4 separate regions of the Gossypium hirsutum genome follow, and regions 1, 2 and 3 are each linked to region 4. The links are chromatin contacts, called in public Hi-C maps. All regions are on one chromosome and are shown on one strand. The core of a region is the stretch at or near the end of the contact, and the rest is flanking DNA. Distances in the headings are between cores, read along the strand shown.

What was found. A called contact is a pair of places that touch in the nucleus more often than the background predicts.
Region 1: a Hi-C map of leaf shows a contact between it and region 4, with 3 times the contacts expected there. The contact joins the promoter of LOC107952940 here to the promoter of LOC107948529 in region 4. A contact is called at or near these places in 3 of 34 Hi-C or Micro-C datasets (all in leaf).
Region 2: a contact with region 4 is called in a Hi-C map of leaf, with 2.7 times the contacts expected there. The contact joins the promoter of LOC107956479 here to the promoter of LOC107948529 in region 4. A contact is called at or near these places in 4 of 34 Hi-C or Micro-C datasets (callus, hypocotyl and leaf).
Region 3: a Hi-C map of leaf shows a contact between it and region 4, with 1.6 times the contacts expected there. The contact joins the promoter of LOC107952938 here to the promoter of LOC107948529 in region 4. A contact is called at or near these places in 2 of 34 Hi-C or Micro-C datasets (both in leaf).

What each region holds. Positions count from the first base shown.
Region 1 is chrA07:31,200,552-31,203,251 of Gossypium_hirsutum_v2.1, reverse strand. LOC107952940 (jasmonoyl--L-amino acid synthetase JAR4) reads left to right here and starts at 1,449. Exons shown (of 5, transcript XM_016888147.2): 1 at 1,449-1,775; 2 at 2,459-2,700. The coding sequence starts at 2,481.
Region 2 is chrA07:30,818,836-30,821,535 of Gossypium_hirsutum_v2.1, reverse strand. It overlaps LOC107956479 (transcription factor CPC), which reads right to left and starts at 1,429. Exons shown (of 3, transcript XM_016892132.2): 1 at 1,238-1,429; 2 at 976-1,063; 3 at 152-489. The coding sequence starts at 1,289. The coding sequence ends at 378.
Region 3 is chrA07:31,262,310-31,265,121 of Gossypium_hirsutum_v2.1, reverse strand. It overlaps LOC107952938, which reads left to right and starts at 1,526. Exons shown (of 4, transcript XR_001699002.2): 1 at 1,526-2,277; 2 at 2,357-2,573; 3 at 2,668-2,812.
Region 4 is chrA07:31,062,618-31,065,317 of Gossypium_hirsutum_v2.1, reverse strand. It overlaps LOC107948529 (putative anthocyanidin reductase), which reads left to right and starts at 1,367. Exons shown (of 5, transcript XM_016883113.2): 1 at 1,367-1,789; 2 at 1,863-2,029; 3 at 2,112-2,324; 4 at 2,412-2,700. The coding sequence starts at 1,645.

The sequences.
Region 1 (2,700 bases), core at 200-2,699, 140 kb before region 4:
TATAAATATAAACCCAAAAAGAATTGAAGTTGATAACTGATATACTTGGCATCAAAACGTGACATTAAATTAAAATATAGCAATGGCAGGGCAAAGAAAGAAAAGAAAAGAACGTTTTGTATGTCGACATGTGTTTTGGAGTTCGGAGTTGGGAGCGTAGGGCCCACCCACCATTTGGCCGCTCGTCACACCCCACCATGCATTGCCATGCCACCATTACTTCCTCATTTCTACATCTTTAATTTGCTTACTTTACCAATCCATGTACATCTTAATTAGATGTTAAATTACCACTCATTATCAAACCAAAACTTCCACATCCTATATTTCAATCTAATATTTTGCATTTATTATTACTTTTTAAAAAATAAAAATAAAACTTAGCGCTATATTAATTATGGTAATCAATATTGTATCAATTAATATGTATTGTTTCGATCCTAAATCAATATCAAGTAATTTATATTCTATTCTTATCAAAATTTCGATGTATCAAACATTCTATGATATAGAGACTTGGAAATCGGACTGCCCCAAACTAATTTTTTTATACAAATTTGATTTGATGCACCATTTGATTTAACCTGTACAATAAATTGACATTAATTATTACTTGTTGACTATGACTGACATATATTACTATGTGTTATTTTTTCTTAAAAGAGTTCTTTTGAGATAATTGAATTTGTTGGAAAACGATGAAATTGGCTTAGTAGAAACTGATTTTCCTTCACTCCTCTATAATTTATCCTAGTATGGAATGTGTCATGGGTGTGTTTTATTTTGGATTTTTTCCAGTTTTACTTTGATAAGGAAACAGGTTTAAAGAATAGTAAGTATAGAAGTACAATTATATAATTGATGGAAGTAACAAGATATACATAATATAATTAATGTTAATATTATATTAAGATAAGTATTTGACTTAGTGATTAAATTAATATTTTATCGATTTAAATAACACATGTTCAAATATCATTACATGTAAAATTTTTATTGACTTTTTTAAAATAAAAAGATTAAAATATTCTCGAATAATATAAATTAATTTAATTGTGAAAGGATATTTTTTCATAATTTTCCTAATCGAGTTACTACTCAATTAACTCATGACATCAACTCATTCTACAACAAAAACTAATTAAAAAAGAATCTGAATGAAAATAGAAAAGTTAAAGGGATGAGAAGTGCAATATTGCCAAAATCTGCCTTTCATTGTAGTCGACCCCACGTCAATCTGGCGTTATTAACTTCCTTATCTAGTGAACCAAAGGCAATATTAACCAATTCTCACAATAATCCAAGCCCATAAAGGTAATTTCAGAATTCATCAGTTGTACTCAAGCTGGCATTTCCGGAATTCTAAGGTTGGAGTATGGGCAAAGTCGGGAATGGACAAAAAAACATTTTAGGAATTAAAGAAAAAAAAAAGAGGCTGACAAATTTGTATTATTAATAATTTTAAAGAAAACGCCTATAAAATGCAAGCCTAAGAATCTTCTCTCTATCTCCCAATCCGCCATACCCAAAATCATTAACACACAGCAATTTGCCTTTGCCTTTCTTACGATAAAAAAACAATTTATCTATCTTTGCAGACACTTTGAGGAAAACAAGAGAGCGCATTGAAATTGGTGAGCAAACAAAATTCCTATCCTTTTTCACCTCTTTTCCCATATAAACTTGGAGAGTTCTGAGTTCTGACTCAATACCACCTTCCCTTCCCTCCATATCTCTGTCTCACTCTTTTACTGAAAAGCACTGAGCTTCCTCAGGTACTTGAAATTTCTGAATTTCAAACTGCACTTTATCCACATACTTACTCTGATTCTGTTTTATTCTTTTTCTGTTCTATTGAATTTCTTTCATTTCTTTTATTTTGTTACAGGTGATTTGAATCTCTTTCTTTGATTTCTTTTTGTTCGTTTGAAATTTTCAAAGTTTTGGAACAGGATATGAAGTTGAATTTTTGTTTCACATTTCAAATTCTTTGATTTCTTAGTTTCCTCTTCTTTCCGATTTCATTAATTTTGCACTTTTTTTAAAAAAAACGTTTAATCTCTAATCTCTAATCTCTAGTGGGAAATTGAAGTTTCTTATCGGTTGACTGTATTGACTATCCGTCAAATAAAGTGAAAGCTTGAAAATGTTTTGAGTTATTGTCTTGGTTTTTCAGATTGCTGCTTAATTATCATATAAGCTTGTTCCCCTTTTTGTCTTTATTTTTAAATTAGTGGTTATTTTTTTTCACCTCAAGTAATTTCTTTTTCTTGCATTTATTGATAGCAAAAGAAATCTCCATTCTGCTTCCGTTTGGTAGAAGAGAAAGAGAGCGGAAAACATGATTGTATTCTTTTAAAAATTATTTTTCTATGCTTTCAGATCACTTTATTCTTTTTCCTAAATAAGAAGTAAATAGTCTTCATATAATTTGATTTCCTTTATTTTTTTTTTTAAGGTTGTAGTTTGAGTAAGTAAGGATGTTAGAAAAGATGGAAATTTTACACGTAGAAAAAGTGATAGAAGAGTTCGAAACGATGACCAAAGATGCTGAGAATGTTCAAAGGGAGACCTTAAAGAAAATTTTAGAAGAAAATGGAAGCGCCGAGTATTTGCAGAATCTGGGTCTCAATGGCAGAACTGACCCCCAAAGCTTCAAGGCTTGTGTTCCTGTCGTCACTCACCAGGATTTGGAGCCTT
Region 2 (2,700 bases), core at 180-2,679, 240 kb after region 4:
TTTTGTTAAGTTACTTACTCAATTTTATTTGCAACAGTTGCTATATGTAACTATTGATTTGTATAATTTATGCATCATCATTTCAAATTACTTGTTAATCATTTTACATATTGATAATGCATAAAATTATATATTTATATTGCATCAAAAATAAATTTAAATTGATAATTAAATCCATAAAATTAATAAGGTAATTTCTTTTCAAATAAATTCATACAATGGAGAAAGCAGGATTGAATGCATTAAACCCAAAATAAAACTACTACTAGCTTAATTTCCATAAAAAATACAAGAACCACCTGGTGACATACAGCATACTACAGTAAAGGCATGCAAATGCAAGCCTTACTATTCTTCTTTAAGTAGGATGTGTTGCTTCAGTTGAGCTCTCTTCGTCTGTTGGCGAATCCTTCTCCGTGTCTCATGATCCAAAACCTTTCTATCTCTTCAGCTTTTCGACCTGGAATCCTACCAGCAATTAAGGCCCACCTATGTAAATAATTCAAGTATTAGGTTTAATTATTCGGAATAATAAAATCAACCACCACTCCATTCGAAACAAAAATAGATGCATTTTTTAATTAGGACTACACTGAATCCAGTGGGTTTCGTGTAACAAAACAGTAAAAAAACAAATACTACAAATATTATTGTACTTTCCGAGTGAACTTATTTTCCACGTTGAATAGCAGCCATGGAATAATGGAGCCACTGCTCTGTTATATTTCCTATATTCACCAATAGGACAATAACAATTGTCTGACATTATTGGTTTAGGAATAAATAAATAAAAAATACATGACCAGACAAAGCATTCTTAACTAATGCCCAGTGCCCACGATTAATTGCTCAATCATTTAAATTGCAAGTTGCTTGCAATCGTGTCCTGTTTATGATCATAAGAGCATATGTAAAGAAACAAAATGTTTCAAATATCTGAAACCAGTGATAGCTATGTATTTGAGATTTCCTTACTTGTCACCAACGAGTTTGTACATTCTATAAATTAGATCCTCTTCTTGTTCAGACATGTTTATGAATTCCCACTCAATGCTGCTCACCTCTGCCATAACATTCAGACGACCAAACAGAGTTAACCTTAACCAACCCCAAGTGTTTTAAAACAATGGAAAATGGACTAGTCAAAAACAATAAATTAAGAAGAAATAAAAGAACCCCAAAAATCAAGGGAAATGGGTGCTGTTGTTCCGATAAAAAACAAAAGGAAATAACCTACCTTCAGAGCAGCAGCCACTAGTCTTTGGTTGCTTCCGGCGACGTCCGTCCATATCTTTAATTTGCAAAAGGAGGCTGAGAATTTGAAGAGAATAAAAGATACCTAATACTCCAAAGTAGAAGTGGTGATAAGCACACGTGAATAGGATTGAAGTACAGAGGATGAGAGGAGCAATTAATAGTTTCCTCAAAGATAAGTGGTATAAATATTCTATGGACTTTATATAAATGGGCCTTCCCTTGGGACAAATGGCAACGAACGACGGATCCTACCAAACAAACGAAATTAAATTCCGTTGACTTGTAGTTGTCGCTGTTTAATTCGTAAGCATTGAGGTACAATCTTTAATTTCAGAACTAAAATTAAAAACTCGTATATGTTTGTTTTATTGTTATTTAAAAGGCATTATTCTCATTATAACCTCTAAACTATACTTATTTTTTATATAGGTATCTACTCTTTTTTTTTCTCAAATAGATGCCTGAACTTTAATTAGGTTAATTTTTTTAGTCCAAATGCCTAATTTTGTCTGAAAAAAATTCTCTGACCAATCCGGATTTGAAATGTGTCCATGCCAGATATTTAAAATAAATAATTTTGTTTCAATTTGTTGCTACCGTCTCAAACCCCATCCCCATTTGCTTAAGCCCTCGGGGGTCATATGAATGTGCACCGCCGTGACAGGGCTTGGCTTCACCAAGCATACCCCGTTGCTGTTGGCGGTAACGGTGTATTCAACAACCCACGAATGCATGATCCATCGATTCACCTTCTACCCTCCTCTCCATTTCATCATATCCCTCTTACAATTTGATGGCGGCGACGGCAACATCTATAAATTTTCTGGCAACTCTTCCGATGTTAAACAGTTCTTTTTGTTACTCAACCAAAGCAGTCCATTCAAGGACGTCGACTAATAATAATGTTAACCAGAAAATGAATATCAGCAACAAGGAAATACGCATTGAAGAGCTTGATCTAGAGCTTTGATATGGAAAACACTACATTTTTAATATTTTATTTCTTTCTTTATTTGTTCTTTTTTTTAAAAAAATTATTTATTTCTTTTAATATCTAACATTGACATGTGTCAAACTCGGATAGATCAAGGAATTTTTTCCAAATAGGATTAGACAATTCGACTAAAAAAGTTAACTGAGATAAAACTCATTATGTAGTGATCTGAAAAATATTCTTAATCGATTTTGATGGAGGAACTCTAAATCACTTAAAGGAATTCATTGGAACTCTTGGCAAAGGTTATGTTGTCTGAAGTCGAAAGGAGGGTTGGGTAAGCAATACTGGCGAATTCTGACTCAACCAAATTGCTTGTTAGCTAAAGTTTTTAAAGCATGTTATTTCCCTTCCACTAATCTAGAACCATCCAATGTGGGTTCTTACCCTTCGTTTACCTAGAAGAGCATTTTGATCGTTAGTTTTGTGTTTTGATTCAATTGGTTCGA
Region 3 (2,812 bases), core at 277-2,776, 200 kb before region 4:
ATGGGAAACAACAACACCCAAACACTCGTAAATGATCATACGTTCGGTCCTTACCATGAAGAATCTTATAAAGAGACTAACCTTTCAAGACCAAAGTAGGCAGTCGATTTATTAAATGTACAACACAAATGAAAGCATAACCTCAAAATTCCATAGGTAGATTCGCTTGAGCCAAAAGAGTAAGACCCATTTCAACAATATGTCTGTGTTTCTGTTCAGCCACAACATTCTGTTCTAACATATATGGGCACGAGAGCCTATGAATAATACCATGTTTAGCCAGAATTACCGTGAAAGCTCGAAACTCACCACCCTAATTACTTTGAAATTGTTTGATATCTTTCCCAAACTAAGTTTTAACCAACTTCTGAAATTGAATAAAACAATCAATGGCCTAAGACTTACGCCGAATGAAAAATAGCCAAGTAAAACAACTAAACATATCAACAAACAAGACATAATACCAATTACTTCTACAAACAAAAGATGGATGTCCCCATAAGTCGAAGACAACCAAGTCAAAAGGATTAGTATATTTAGTAGTAGAGTTTGAAAAAGGAAACTTATGAGACTTTCCTTTTTGAACAGCAGTAAAAATATTATTAAGACAAACTTTATTCGAAACAATTTGACATTTATCTAAAACTGATTTAACAATACGGGCGGAGGGATGACCAAGTCGACGGTGCCATAGTGCAAAAATGTCACAACTGGCGGAGCTAGTTTGAAGTCCAGTGTTATGAACAGAAGGAAAAACACCATTAGAAGCAACCAGTGAGAAATGATAGAGTCCATCATGAGTGTGGCCCGTAACAAAATTTCCTAAGTGTAGATGTCCTTAATAACACAATGAAACGAGTGAAATTCAAAAAGAAGACATTGTTTTCTTTAGAAAACTAGGAAACAAATAACAATTTTTTTCATATATTCGACATACACAAAATATTAGACAGATAGAGCAACTTATTTTTTGTAGGCTAGGTAGAATGTCCGACACGCGTAATTTTTACAAGGTGTCCAATCACCTATAAAAAGAGGAGATGTATCTGAGTATGGTGTAGAATCATTCAAAGCAGAGGCCTCATTGCAAGCATGATGCGTAGCTCCCGAATCAGGATACCACGATGAAGTCCCTATGGTTATAGGAATAGAAGAATCAACATTATCAAAATTGGACCCATACTAGGTCGTATTCACATTAAACTTAGCGGTGTTCGAGAAATCCGACGTAGGCACATCAGAAACCCGTGGCAACGCAACACATGGTAGGGAATAAAAAAAAAGTCAGATCTAAGGCCCTAACTCTAGAAGTTGGCCCAAGAAGAACACACGCTCTAAGCTTTGTTAATCACGGAACACTCGATCCACCATACAGTCCGCCATTTGGCCTATGAATACCCACATCGTTGACATCTAGGCACCCAATACCTTGTTCATGACTAGGTGGGCCCCCAAAGCTAACAAAATTAGCACTCAGCCCAAGTCTTTGACTAGCATCATGTGGCCTAAAAAAGTGGCCTACACCATTCGACCTAGCAATGCCACCATGTGGCCCAAAACTCTGGCTTGTAACAATTGGCCTAGTAAGGCCCACACCATATGACCCAATACCCATAACGTCAAAAAGGTTATGTGAAACCCTAAAATTTGTCATATGTAACACGACCACATCTGGTGGTATACCCTCCCACCATCGGCCATGACTGAAACCTGGTGGAGCCATCATCGACAATGGCCCGAATGGACCTAGAACCTTTGGAGGGAAGGAGAAACCACCATTGGCAGCATCCTCGCGTCGACTCGTAGTACTTGAACCAAAAACATCGCACAACCTCTTCCGTCACTTGTAATCAGAGCCCACGCAGTCGAAGCCCAAGCCACCATCGGCGCAGAGGGTTGTCGTAGTACTTATTGAATCGATAATAACAACGCTGTGCCAAGTGCCCAAACTGACCACAAATTTGGCACTGGATCTAAGAGCGAAATCCCCTCCCACGGTCACCAGTAGAGAAGCGACCACCACGCGCGAGTTCCACCACTATCGGCGTTGGAGCGGCCTTTATCAGATTTGTATAAAACGACACCTCCTGTGCCACACGAGTCTGTCGACTCTCATATTCCAACAGAATATCCACAAGTCTTTGCATGGGAAGAGGTTCGGACGAGAACGACGAACGGGTGAGAACGGCATTGTAATTTAGTGTTAAGCCCGCAAGAACAATCTGCACCTTCTCAACCTCCGAGATTCGAGATCCAAATGCTTCGATCAAGGCACAAGTATTCTGAATCTTAGCCACATATCCTTTAATTGACATATTACCTTTTTTAATTGAAAGCAACTCATGTTTAATGCAAGATAATTTGGCTTCAGTCAAAGCGGTGAACAGGCAGTTTGCGGTACCCAGACATCATATGAAGACTTTGAATCTGTAAAACAAGAGAGAAGAGCACCACTTATTATGGACAAAAACCAGAATGCAAGCAACTTATCTTGCTGATGGAACAACGATGCCTCTGGATTTGGAACCAGAGGACCCTCCGGAGATGGAATAAACCATGGTGGAGCAGGTAAGGTACCTTCAATAAACTTTGTTAACTCATAAGCTTCAACAATCAATTTTATGTATTGTTGCCATTGTACAAAGTTACCTTCATCTAATTTGACAGTATCATGTTGAGGGAAGCATTGAACTAATCGAGAATTTGACAGTACATTGGACGGATTACCATTGTTTGCAAAAACAGAATCAATCAAGTTAGCCATGAAAGCGCAGCACGAGTAAGTCTCCAGGATTTAGGCGAAAGATACCAT
Region 4 (2,700 bases), core at 118-2,617:
AATTAATCATGGAAAGAATCATGCTTGAAAATAAATGGTTTAAGTGGAATTGTAGAAAGTGGAAAGGGAAAGGGCCTTGGAAGGTATTAAACCAAAAGTTGAAAGTAAAAGAAAAAGAATGAAAATGGCATAATGAAAAGTGACGCAGGTAATGGGAAGGAAAAATGAAAAGAAAATAAAAGAATTTATTAAAGCTTAGCTAACTGTGTTCAATTAATTGTAGTCATTAGGTATTTATACACAGTTTTAATGCTAAAATTTAGTTAGATTTTTCCTAAATATTATCACTAAATAATTTTAAATTTAAAAATCAAATTTAAACTATAATTTAAACTAATACAGAGTTGTAATAATATAAAAAATCTTTCAATTTTTATCTTGCCACTTTTAAAAAAAAATCTTCAACCCTTCAATCTTTATCCAGTCATATTTGAATATTCAATCTTTTAATCAAGTCCTCATCTTTGGTTTTTGTTCCAATTTAGCCCCTTTTTGTAAGAGTTTGAATTCAGTACACCAACTTCATTTCTGACAAGAAAAATCCAAATTTAATAGCATTTTATTTGATAATTAGAAAAAAATAAATATATAAAAAATATAAATTTATCTTGCTATCACCCTACCATTAGTTGTAAATTATGAGTTTAGTTAAATTATTTTTGAATTTTATATTTATAGAAATTTAAAATTTTAATCCAAAGCCAAGCAATAGTATTTAAATTCATTAAAATAAACTGTACTATTAGTCCCCTAATTTAAGTTGTGAGTTTATCTTTGTTTTCTAATTTATTATTATTATTTATACTTTTCGGATTTTAAATCCTAAACTATTAAATTCATTAACGAGAATGACGAGTATTATATGACAATAATAAATATATATATAATAATATATTTGTTGGATAAGATTTTAAAACTAGCATATTTTAATTCAATGAATGTAATATCTAAGTCAGGACTAAAATATAAAATTGAAAATGACAAAATCTAAACCTCTAAATTACGTATGAATTATACTAATAACAAAGTTTAAGGTATGAAGGAAAAATATTTGATTAATCCAGTTTACAGTGCCACATTCAACTTTTGAAATAATAATGCAAACATCCTGATTATATTAATGAAATAATCTACGGTAGAGATTTGTTTGATGGAAGGTTTAGGTTGAAACATATATAGTGACATAATCGAGGCGATGCAAATATTGTGGAAGAAAACAAAAAGAGACAAGCTGCATGAAACAAAGCTTAGTGAAATAATTATTGACCTCCATAGGCTTGTTTTTCTCCTCGCAATGCCGTGTAAATCCCGTCTTTTGATTATATTCTCTATAAAATAGTTAAAAAGGAAGATACACATTTTATCCTAGCAGAAATGCCACTTTTATTTATTATTATATTGTTTTCATTTGGCAGGGAAGAAAGGGAAGGAGGGAGTTTATCAATTTTATATAACAAATATATTTTATTATACTTTCATCTTTATTTATATTTCAATAAGTTGATCCTCAATCTTGCATAAAATAACTAAAAGTATACTTTGACATAAATTTAATTTCCGTAATTAATAAATTATAATATTTGAGATTAAAATTAAATAAATAAGTATTTCTATGATTAATTCTATTTTACGCTCTATATATACATGGATAAGAGAGAGAATTTAGCAGCAATGGAGAAGGGTAAGTGCAGGGTATGCGTTACAGGAGCCGCTGGTTTCATTGCCTCTTCACTGGTCAAGAAGCTACTGGAGAAAGGATATACCGTCCACGCTACCCTCAGAAATTTGGGTACGCTTAGTATTTCTCTTCCATTTCTGTCATCGTGTTTGATTGTGTTTCTAATGCAATATTTCCATTACAGGCGATGCTTCAAAGGTTCAACTCCTTAAGAGCTTTCCTCATGCGGACACAGAATTAGTTTTGTTTGAAGCTGATATAAACAGGCCAAATGAGTTTGAGCAAGCTATTCATGGCTGTACGTTCGTTTTCCATGTTGCGACTCCCTTGCAACCCTCTGATGCTTCTCAGGTTTCTCTCTTGTGACATTACTTTTTCATCCTCTTTATAGTTTAAACTTTGAACCATGCCGGTTTTGACGATTTTTGAACAGTTTAAAAACACGAGTGAGGCTGCAGTTTCTGCAATAAAAAGTATTGCAGAGTGTTGTATAAAATCAGGTAGTGTGAAACGATTAATATACACAGCCTCTGTTTGTGCTGCATCGCCATTGAAAGACGATGGGAGTGGTTACAAGGACTCCATAGATGAAACCTGTTGGACGGCCCTTAATCTTTCACTTGCTTCCTCTAATGGCTTCTTTAAGGCAAGTTGTACATTTTATTACTTGAAAACAATATATCAGATCACGATAGCTAAGAATTCTGTATGTTAATTGTTGGGGGCCGGGTAGGATTACACAGTATCAAAGACATTGGCAGAGAAAGAAGTTTTGGGGTATGGGAGCAGTGAAAAAGATGGTGGAATGAAGGTGGTAACCCTAGCTTGTGGCATTGTTGGAGGAGATACTGTTTTATCTTATACACCTGGAAGTGTGGCTGCTTTCATTTCGCAAGTTACACATAACGCGCGTTCATACCGAAGTGTGAAATACGCGGAAGAACTGCTGGGGAAACTTCCGATTGTACACGTAAATGATGTTTGTGAAGCTCATATTTTCTGCATGGAGAAGCCTTCCATCA